3 separate regions of the Gossypium hirsutum genome follow, and all the other regions are linked to region 1. Evidence: chromatin contacts called from public Hi-C data. All regions are on one chromosome and are shown on one strand. The core of a region is the stretch at or near the end of the contact, and the rest is flanking DNA. Distances in the headings are between cores, read along the strand shown.

Region 1 (2,938 bases), core at 258-2,757:
ATTTTTATTTTAAATTTAATTATACATATGTAATATATTAATATAAAATGACACTAATTTGATAATATTGTTAGTGATTTATATAAATCAAATCAAATTAAAATTTTATGTGATAATGTCATATGGTTTTAATATTTATTCCACTTAATTTCACTCAATATTACAAGTTGTTTTAAATCTCTCTCTCCTTCTATAATGTATTTTTTTATTAAGTTTTTAACTTTTTTTTAAGGAAAAAAAAGAGAAAATAAGGCAAAATAATGATAGAAAAACAAAATAGTCTTTATTACTAAAATTTATTCATTAAAATTGTGAAAATATTGGCAAACAACAATAAAATTGAAGTAAAAGAGTAATTAAGCAGTTTCATCATGATGGTTCTTCATCTCAGCCAATTGATCATAAGCTTCACCCCAAGCATTCTTCATCTCTTCATTCCATTTCTCTTCTCCAATTGCTTCTTCAATTGTCCTTATGAGTGCCTCTTTCACCACCTGCATTAACATTATTCCTCAAAATTTTTTTAATTAACCACTGCATCCAAATCAAATTTATTATTAAAAAATAAAATAAAAATGTACCTCGAAATGGGGGTCTTTGACACCACTCTTGACATGGACAGTGCCCAAATACTTCAAAGTAGTATCAGCCACTACCACTTCCCCTTTCTCTCTCAGTTGTATGGCTGACTCACATGTCTTCAACAACAATTGTTTAAGTATTTTAACTTAAGTAGGGATATATATGCAATGAATAAAATAAAAGGACTGACCATCTTGAAAACCTTGACAGCATGAGCTTTGAGCTTTGGATTATTTTGAGGAATCTCCTCTGACTCCCTCAAGAAACTGAACATGTTCTTCGCACCTGGTGCTATCTCCAATATCCTAAATAACACTCTCAATTTAATCAATACTCAGTGGAAGAGAAATTCTCTTAAAAGACACAGCCTCACTCGTTTGGCCGACACTGACCACTGTTGGGTCCGAACGAAGAATTCATAAAAAGGAAAGAATTAAAGGTCTTACAGTGAAAAGAAACGCAAGCTGAAGTGAGGAATATCTTGCTTCAAAACCTCCCATGATTCTTTCACCAACCCTTCTTGCTTCTCTGTGAAACCCATCTCTGATTTTCTTCTTCTCAATGATAACCAGGGAGTGGTGGAGCTCTATAAGAAAAGAGAAAACTAGTGTGGGAATCTTGAAGAAATAAATATTATTAATGACAAACGCAAACTCAGAAATTTAACTGCTGCTTTCCTTTATTAATATAATACCAATACAGCTAAGCTTTATTTGTCTTCTTAGACGTGCATTGATGATTGTGTAAAAGATGGCTCCTTATTTTCCAGAAATTTAAAAAAGGATGTTATTATTCACAAAAAATCATTTTGATTTCATTTGGTTGAATTTTGAAAGAAATATCTCCCAAGTTGTAACCTGTCCAGATATTTTCTATCATTACAAAATAATTCATGCTTACACCATACAAAATTAAATTACTATTCAAATGTTCAATCATTTAGTCTATTTATATATATATCTTGCATATCAAATTAGATGTATATTTAAAAATTCTAACTATTTATTTTATATATAAAAATTCACCCCTTGAATATATATATATCAACTATTTTTTAGATTAATATAATACGAATATCAGATGAGTTCAAAAATTTAAATGCATGACAAGTACAATTATATTAATAAATTTAATGATTGGATCGTTAAAACATTAATCGTATAAATAATTACAGAAATGTGTAAAATTACTCTAATTTTTACTGAATTTTTCCCAATATATATTATTTTATGTAAAACATATCAATATTTCATTCAATGTACCAGTTGAGATAAACATCTACCTAATCATTAATTAACGGTGTATTAGAGATACTGAAGAAACAATAATCCAAGATTGATAGCATAAGCACCATGATTTTATTTATTTATTTTTATAAAAATCAAACAAATGAACAAAAAACCACTTATTACGAATCTCATGCTCCTCACCTTCCCAAAAATAATTTATATTTTTGTATTAAAAAATCACTAAATAATTTTTTTATGCATATTTATAAATTTTACTTTTTTCTGGGCGCATGGCTAACGTCAACTTTGAGAAAATTCCAAAAATTCACTTGTTTTTCAATCAAATTCCAGTTTTTCATTTAAACATTTTTGTAGAATAATCTTGAATGGAATTTTTGTTAGTACGTAACTTAATTGAAATGGTAAATTTAAGCATGATGGGTTTTCTTTTTTGATAATAGGTTTGTGATCTCCTTCGATTGATAGCTTTTTGTTTTCTGATTTTGGCTTTCCTCCTTTCAATTTAGGGAAGGAAAGCCTTGTTGTTACGAATTGATGAAAGAAAAATAGTGGGCAAATGTCACCTCAAATGCAGAGCTGAAGGTTGTGCAACTATTACAACCACATTTTAAATGGGGCCCACAAGTTGAAGGTAAGCATCCTATTATCCATGGGTTAAACTATGACTAATGGGAGGCACACCAAGGTTTTTATAAACCCCATTGATGAGAGTAGAGATTGTAAGGCCCAAATTTTGCCTGGCCCGTACACATACAAAACAATAAAATAAAAAAATACAACAGCCCAAATCAAGGCCCAATAAAATAAAAATACAAAGGCCAGATAGGCCCAAAGCATTGGGGTTTTTAGAGACCCTAGGTCTCCTTTTGCTTCACGCCGCGGCCTTCACCAGCAGCCTCCACACACGCCCTTCGCACGATCCCCAACTACGCGTTGCCTACCCCACGTCTGTGCGCTCCGTTTTCATGGCTTCACGACCTGCAACATGGGCAAAATAGCAGAAATCGCTTGTATATTGGCTATAAAGCCTTCGGTTTTTAATTGTAAGGGGGGGGGGAATACAAATACAAGACAGATATAAAGAAAATAGAGAACAGAATCTGAAT
Region 2 (2,938 bases), core at 189-2,688, 310 kb before region 1:
AGACAAATTCTATAATCAAAGCAAAAAAATTACACTAAAGAAAGAGTTAAACATTGTAACTAACCAGTATGGCAAGTAAACAGTGAAAAGGAGGCAGCTCCATTTAACACAGTTAATTCCAAGAAGGTGCTCGTGGAACACCTTACCGTAAAAAAAAACCTGAAAATCATCTAGTTCATTGGTTGAGTAACATTGTTCTTTTCTTTTCTTTTCTTTTTGTAACAAATAAAGGTCTGAGTTAAAGGTTATTTTACATCAAACATCCAAAGCATAGGAGTAATGAGAATCATAGTTGTTCTATAGAAACTTTTACAGCGTTTTGGACAAGAATCTGGTTTATATACAACAAGAATCACGTTTATATACAATATTAAGAACTTACCTATAAAAAATATAACAATCGATGAACACAACATCCTTATAGGCAATATGGCCATCGGAATAGGTTTAACAAAGATAAAAAATATCCACAATCGAAGAATGGATGACAGAATTAAATTCCACACTTCACTAATTATTTTGAGACAATAAAAACGAAAAAGGAACATTGTAGCTAGTCAAGGTGACCATATCATCATCCGACTCATAAAATTATCATCTCATAACAGGAAGCACAGCTTAAACAACAGTTAATTCAATTCACAAATCGAGGAAACTGCAACCATGTGAAGACTTCAAACATGAGGTAAGTAGACCATTTTTATGCTTTTAGGAACCCTACAACAGATCTAAGAATAAAGGGGGCAACTAGGAAATAGTATAGAATGAAAACTCAACCATGACAGAAAAAAAACTTACTCTCATAAGCCTCTTTGTACATATCCACCAATCGCGAGCCGATTCCTTTTCTATAATATTCCCAATCGATAGGCTCAGGTTCCTGCTTAACAGAATCAGATTATCACCAAGAAAGTTAATACAAGCATCAAATGAAAAATCACCCTTAATGACAAATAGAAGCTTCAAAAATGATTATTTATTTCAATAAATAACATTAATCAACCAAAAAAAAGACTAAAACCCTAAAGATCTAATTATAGATTAACCCAAAGGTCCTAAGTTATTAAAAAAACCTGAGATGGGAGAGAATAGAAAACCCTAACCTGGCTGAACTTGGTCTGTAAAGTGGAGTTAACTTCATCGAAAGTGCGACGAAGAGTGGCGAACTCTTTGCGAGCCTCATCGGAGACCAAAAGCTTCGCCATCCCTTCCCAATCAATGCTCTTTCCTGCTTTGAAAGCCACATCTACTACTTTCTTTCCTGCTCCGCTCATTTTCTCGCACTTTCTCGCTTCCCAAACGTAATATTTTTTTCTCCACAACTTTTTTGGAGATGACTGATGAAGGCTGCTGCTTCTTGTTTAGGGAAATGAAATAATAATCTTAAATGGGCATTTTGATGTTTAATTGTGGACAAAATTGGAATTTTGAGAATTTTAAGATGGACCGGTTCGATGTACTTAGTTTGGGCTTAATCCAAATACCTCTGGTCCGACCCATGATAGATCGGGCTTATGTGTCAACCAATTAGAAGTTTTGGACCGGGTTCATTAATTTATAAAACTCTTGCTTAAAACACACGCAAAAAAAAAATATATATATATATATAAACTTTTTATATTATTAATATTTTAATAATTTATCTATCACGCCTATTCAGTTTGGTATAAATTAAAAAAATTTAACTATTTATTTTATATGAAAAAACCTTTCAATCATTATATATATTGACAATATTTTAAAATTGATAAGATGAAATATATAATTGATTTTATATACATAACAAGTACAAATATATTAAAAAATTTAATTGTTAGATTATTGAAACATTAATTATATAAAAAATTATGAAAAAGTGTAAAATTACTGATGTAAATAAATTCCTCTCTTGTGAAAAAAATGTTTAAAAGGCGAACAATCCGCCATCAATCTAATAAGGTGGGCTCAACTTAGATTAAGCATGGAAAAAAGGATTTTTTTGACCTCTAACAAATTTAACCTGACTCGAATTACTATTTATTAATGAAAATATATTTCATTTAAATTTAATTACAAAAATATTAAGAGTTTTTTTTTAAAATTTCAAATGATTTAATAGTTTGACAAAAAATTATATCACATTTTATTTTTAAATTTAATTCACGGATTGAGATAGTCTGATCCAAGTTCGGTCTGGGCTTAAGCATGATATTAACACACTTTATATTTGCTCAAACCCTGCTTGGCTCGAAATACAAGTTTAAAATTTTACCCAAGCCCATCCATATTTTAAAAATTTTATATACTTTTTCATTTATTAAAATTTTATATAAAATTATCTTAACATTTTTTAATGTTTATATTATAGTAGTATTATATATTATTATAGATTTAATTTTTATGTGTTATACATTATATAATATATAAAAGTAACATAATATAAAATATTACAAATTTAAAAATAGGTTGGATCAAGCTCAAGTCTTGAATGCTCAAGTCCAATCCATATTTTAAACGGGCCAATTATTCTTGCACAAACCCTCCCAAATTTCAGATAGGTCTTTAAGTCTAAATAAATAGCTCGACCCATGAATAAATTTACTCAGGAGCTGCTTATGTTTACGATATCCTTTTTATTTTTATTTTGAGCTAAAAATATTAAAAGCTTAAGGCTAAATGCTTAAATTAGAATGTAACATTTTAAGAGTTGCTCATTTAAGGATTAAACCTTTCAAAATGATCATATAAAGACTTAACCTTCACAAAAATCTTTAAATAAGAATTTTTCATGCACTTCAATCCAGTTTATAGTAAAAATTAAGTAAAGTTGACAGGTTTAGAATAAAACACATAACTACTGCATAAAAAGGAAAAAAAATAAAAACATAATTTAAAACTTCGTATATGATAATTGAGAAACAATTTTGAAAGATTTGACAGAGCATTTTATAAAAGATTA
Region 3 (2,938 bases), core at 125-2,624, 280 kb after region 1:
AAGCATCACTTTAGTAAAAATATAAAAATTATTCACTATTGTTTAGACTTTATTAACTTCACCGTCCATTGTTGCCCTACTTTTTAAATAATAATCAACTCATATTTTAATTAAAATTTAAGGTGTTATTTTTACTATCGTATATTTTTTTGTAATGTTTATTATTATTTTTATAAATATGAATTTGTTTTTATGTTTTATTTTTATGGAGAAGTCAAGATTGTGGAGTTTGTTTCCATGTAATAGGTGACGTCCCAATCAAAGGGCCGTTCCAATGCTTTTCTTTGGGAACCCACTTGGCCCACATTTCTTGCCTACACGTAACCTGGGTCCTACCGCCCATGCTTTGGACCTACTTACTACTCTCAATAATTATAATTTACTCTATTTTATTCAACACGTAATTGAATTTCAATTTAAAAGCGTTTTCATTATCGAATTTTTATTTTTAATATTCACAAAGAAAATTACGAAATTAGATACCAATTCATAAATCTATATTGAAAACAAATAAAAGAGAAGAAGATAATTGATTAAAAAAAAAGTATAATTACATATATATATATTGTTAATTTAACTTTTATCCTTTTTAAGTTAAAAGTCAAATAATTTTTTTTAAACACCTAAAATATTAAATTTTTAACGATGTTAGCTTGGTAATTCACTTGATAATTCAAGTGTATCTCATCTTATTATAGTAATATTTGTCTTATATATCACATTAATAAATAATTTTAATTTTTTTAAAATTAAAAAATAAAAATAAACAAATTCAAAAAATTAGTATCAAGTGATATGGATTTAAATTCAGGTTAGTAGAGCAATTAAATTAATTTATAAAAAGAATGTAATAAACTTAACCTTCAATCAGGTTTTTTATTTTTGAGAGATTGTTTATGGAGAAAAGAGAAAATGATGTAGCATATATTTATCCTTCATCAAATTCCTCACTTTACATTTCAAATAGAGGGGATTCGAATAATATTTAAATTTTAAAATTACTATTTGCAGATGTGAGTTAAATATTGGAATATAATAGTTATAATTAATTAGTTAGAAACATAATTTATTAAAATAAAACATAAAATATGTAACTAAAATAATTTTAAACCATAAAATTCATTTAGCAAATATTGAATTGGGAAAAAGTTACAGCAATAAAAGAATCAAACTCACAACATTCTTGTTATTGCTTGGTTTTTAAAATTGAATTAGCATTACCATAAATTAGAAACCTACTTTTAATTTAAAATTTACAATCAAATTAAAAGTTATTAACTCAAATCATTCCCAAACTCGTAGCTACAAATCATTATCAATAAATGTTAAAATATTTTAAAAAATATAATTATTCCAACAGATAGTTAGCATACAGACAACTCTTTCACTTTTTTACATATATTAATTTTTTCTTTCTAGGGTTTTGAAATTCCTCAAAAGCTGATCACTCTCATTTTCATCTTTTTTCCCTTTAATATAATATATATATATTTTAAATTATAGTTACACAAATTTGTATAAATTTCATAAAATTATATTATAGTGACAAGAAAAGAATCAATTTCAACTTTTTTTTCCTCATTTTTTCAGAAGAATATTTAAGGAAGATCCAATCTATCTCAATAAAGAGGAAAAAGGATTCTTTTTCTTTTTTTTTCTCTTTGACTGGAAACTAAAATCGAAAAAGAAAAGCTTCTCTCAATAATTATTTTTATTGCTGTGATGTTGTAAAAGGGAAAGTAAGGGGATTTTTGGGAGAGAAATGTTGGCCATGGAGAAGGATTTTGATTCAAAGCTTAGGGTTGAGGGAACTGATGATACTAACAAAGACAATTCTTCTAATACTGTTGCTTCTAACAATGTTCAGAGATCTAAAAGCTTTGCATTTAGAGCTCCTCAAGAGAATTTCAGTATTCAGGATTTTGAACTGGGTAAGATCTACGGTGTTGGTTCTTACTCGAAGGTTAGTTTTTTTTTTTTTTTGTACTTGAGTTTGATTCTAGTCAAATCACTCTAAGTAGATCACACACTGTTTTTGGTTATAATTTATTACTATTATTATTATTATTATTTGCATGTATGCTTGCATGCTTTAATTTATGAACTTGATAGGCAATGATGCTTTCTTTATGAATTGTGTGTTTTTGGTATAAATTTAGCTATCTTTGTGAATTTTGTGGGTTTTTTTGGTAGTGATACAAGCTATTTGAATGAAAGGGAAATAATTTTGCTTAGTTTATAGAAACTTAGTGTAAAGAAAAACATGTTCTGTTGAATAAAAAATGTGTTGTTCTGTTTCTGTTTCCTATATTAGCTGACTGTGTAATATTTAGGCTATGCTTGGAAAGAGGATGAACGGAAAATCTTTTAGCCTACCGCACTCATGTGCATGTTGAACTATCTATGCTTTATTTAGGCTATGTGTGATATTTTACTACCCTCAAATATTTACTTAATCGGTGATAGTTCAACTTGCACATGAGTGGAGTGAGGGATTTTGAGCCTACTGCTTTTCCTTTTACTGCTGGATCAAGATCTTATTTATTTCTCTCTTTTTGTTTTATGTCTTACAGATAATGACATTGATATCAAATATTTTTTTGGTTAATTTTTATGCTGTTCATCTCTTTTTCCCTTTTTTCTCTTTTGTCTTTTCACCATCTCAGAATCTAAATAACTTATTGATAAACACTTTTTATTGTCACTCTTTTAGAAATTTGAGTTTTTGTAAATGTGAGGCTAAATTAAAGTACTTTCTGTTATTTGAGCACTTCAGCCGTGTACTAGACATTAACGATGTGAATGAAGAAGTTTCTGATATTTTTAGTAAATTAATGTATATATTGGATAAGAGCAGAAAAGGCAGAAACTGTCTGTATGGTTAAGACTTAAGAGTGAAAAAGGATGACCCAAACTGGACAAATTTATTTATGTTTCA

What was found. A called contact is a pair of places that touch in the nucleus more often than the background predicts.
Region 2: a Hi-C map of leaf shows a contact between it and region 1, with 7 times the contacts expected there. The contact joins the promoter of LOC107930653 here to the promoter of LOC107930632 in region 1. A contact is called at or near these places in 12 of 34 Hi-C or Micro-C datasets (callus, hypocotyl, leaf and 2 more).
Region 3: a Hi-C map of leaf shows a contact between it and region 1, with 3 times the contacts expected there. The contact joins the promoter of LOC107960316 here to the promoter of LOC107930632 in region 1. A contact is called at or near these places in 12 of 34 Hi-C or Micro-C datasets (callus, hypocotyl, leaf and 2 more).

Annotation. Positions count from the first base shown.
Region 1 is chrA01:43,906,510-43,909,447 of Gossypium_hirsutum_v2.1, reverse strand. It overlaps LOC107930632 (non-symbiotic hemoglobin 2-like), which reads right to left and starts at 1,507. Exons shown (of 5, transcript XM_016862304.2): 1 at 1,277-1,507; 2 at 1,029-1,168; 3 at 773-887; 4 at 582-698; 5 at 262-494. The coding sequence starts at 1,123. The coding sequence ends at 357. LOC107930629 (a long non-coding RNA gene) reads right to left here. Exons shown (of 2, transcript XR_001693043.2): 2 at 2,458-2,810.
Region 2 is chrA01:44,219,366-44,222,303 of Gossypium_hirsutum_v2.1, reverse strand. LOC107930653 (ATP synthase subunit d, mitochondrial) reads right to left here and starts at 1,438. Exons shown (of 5, transcript XM_016862345.2): 1 at 1,104-1,438; 2 at 799-880. The coding sequence starts at 1,274.
Region 3 is chrA01:43,629,350-43,632,287 of Gossypium_hirsutum_v2.1, reverse strand. It overlaps LOC107960316 (3-phosphoinositide-dependent protein kinase 2), which reads left to right and starts at 1,374. Exons shown (of 11, transcript XM_016896635.2): 1 at 1,374-1,963. The coding sequence starts at 1,763.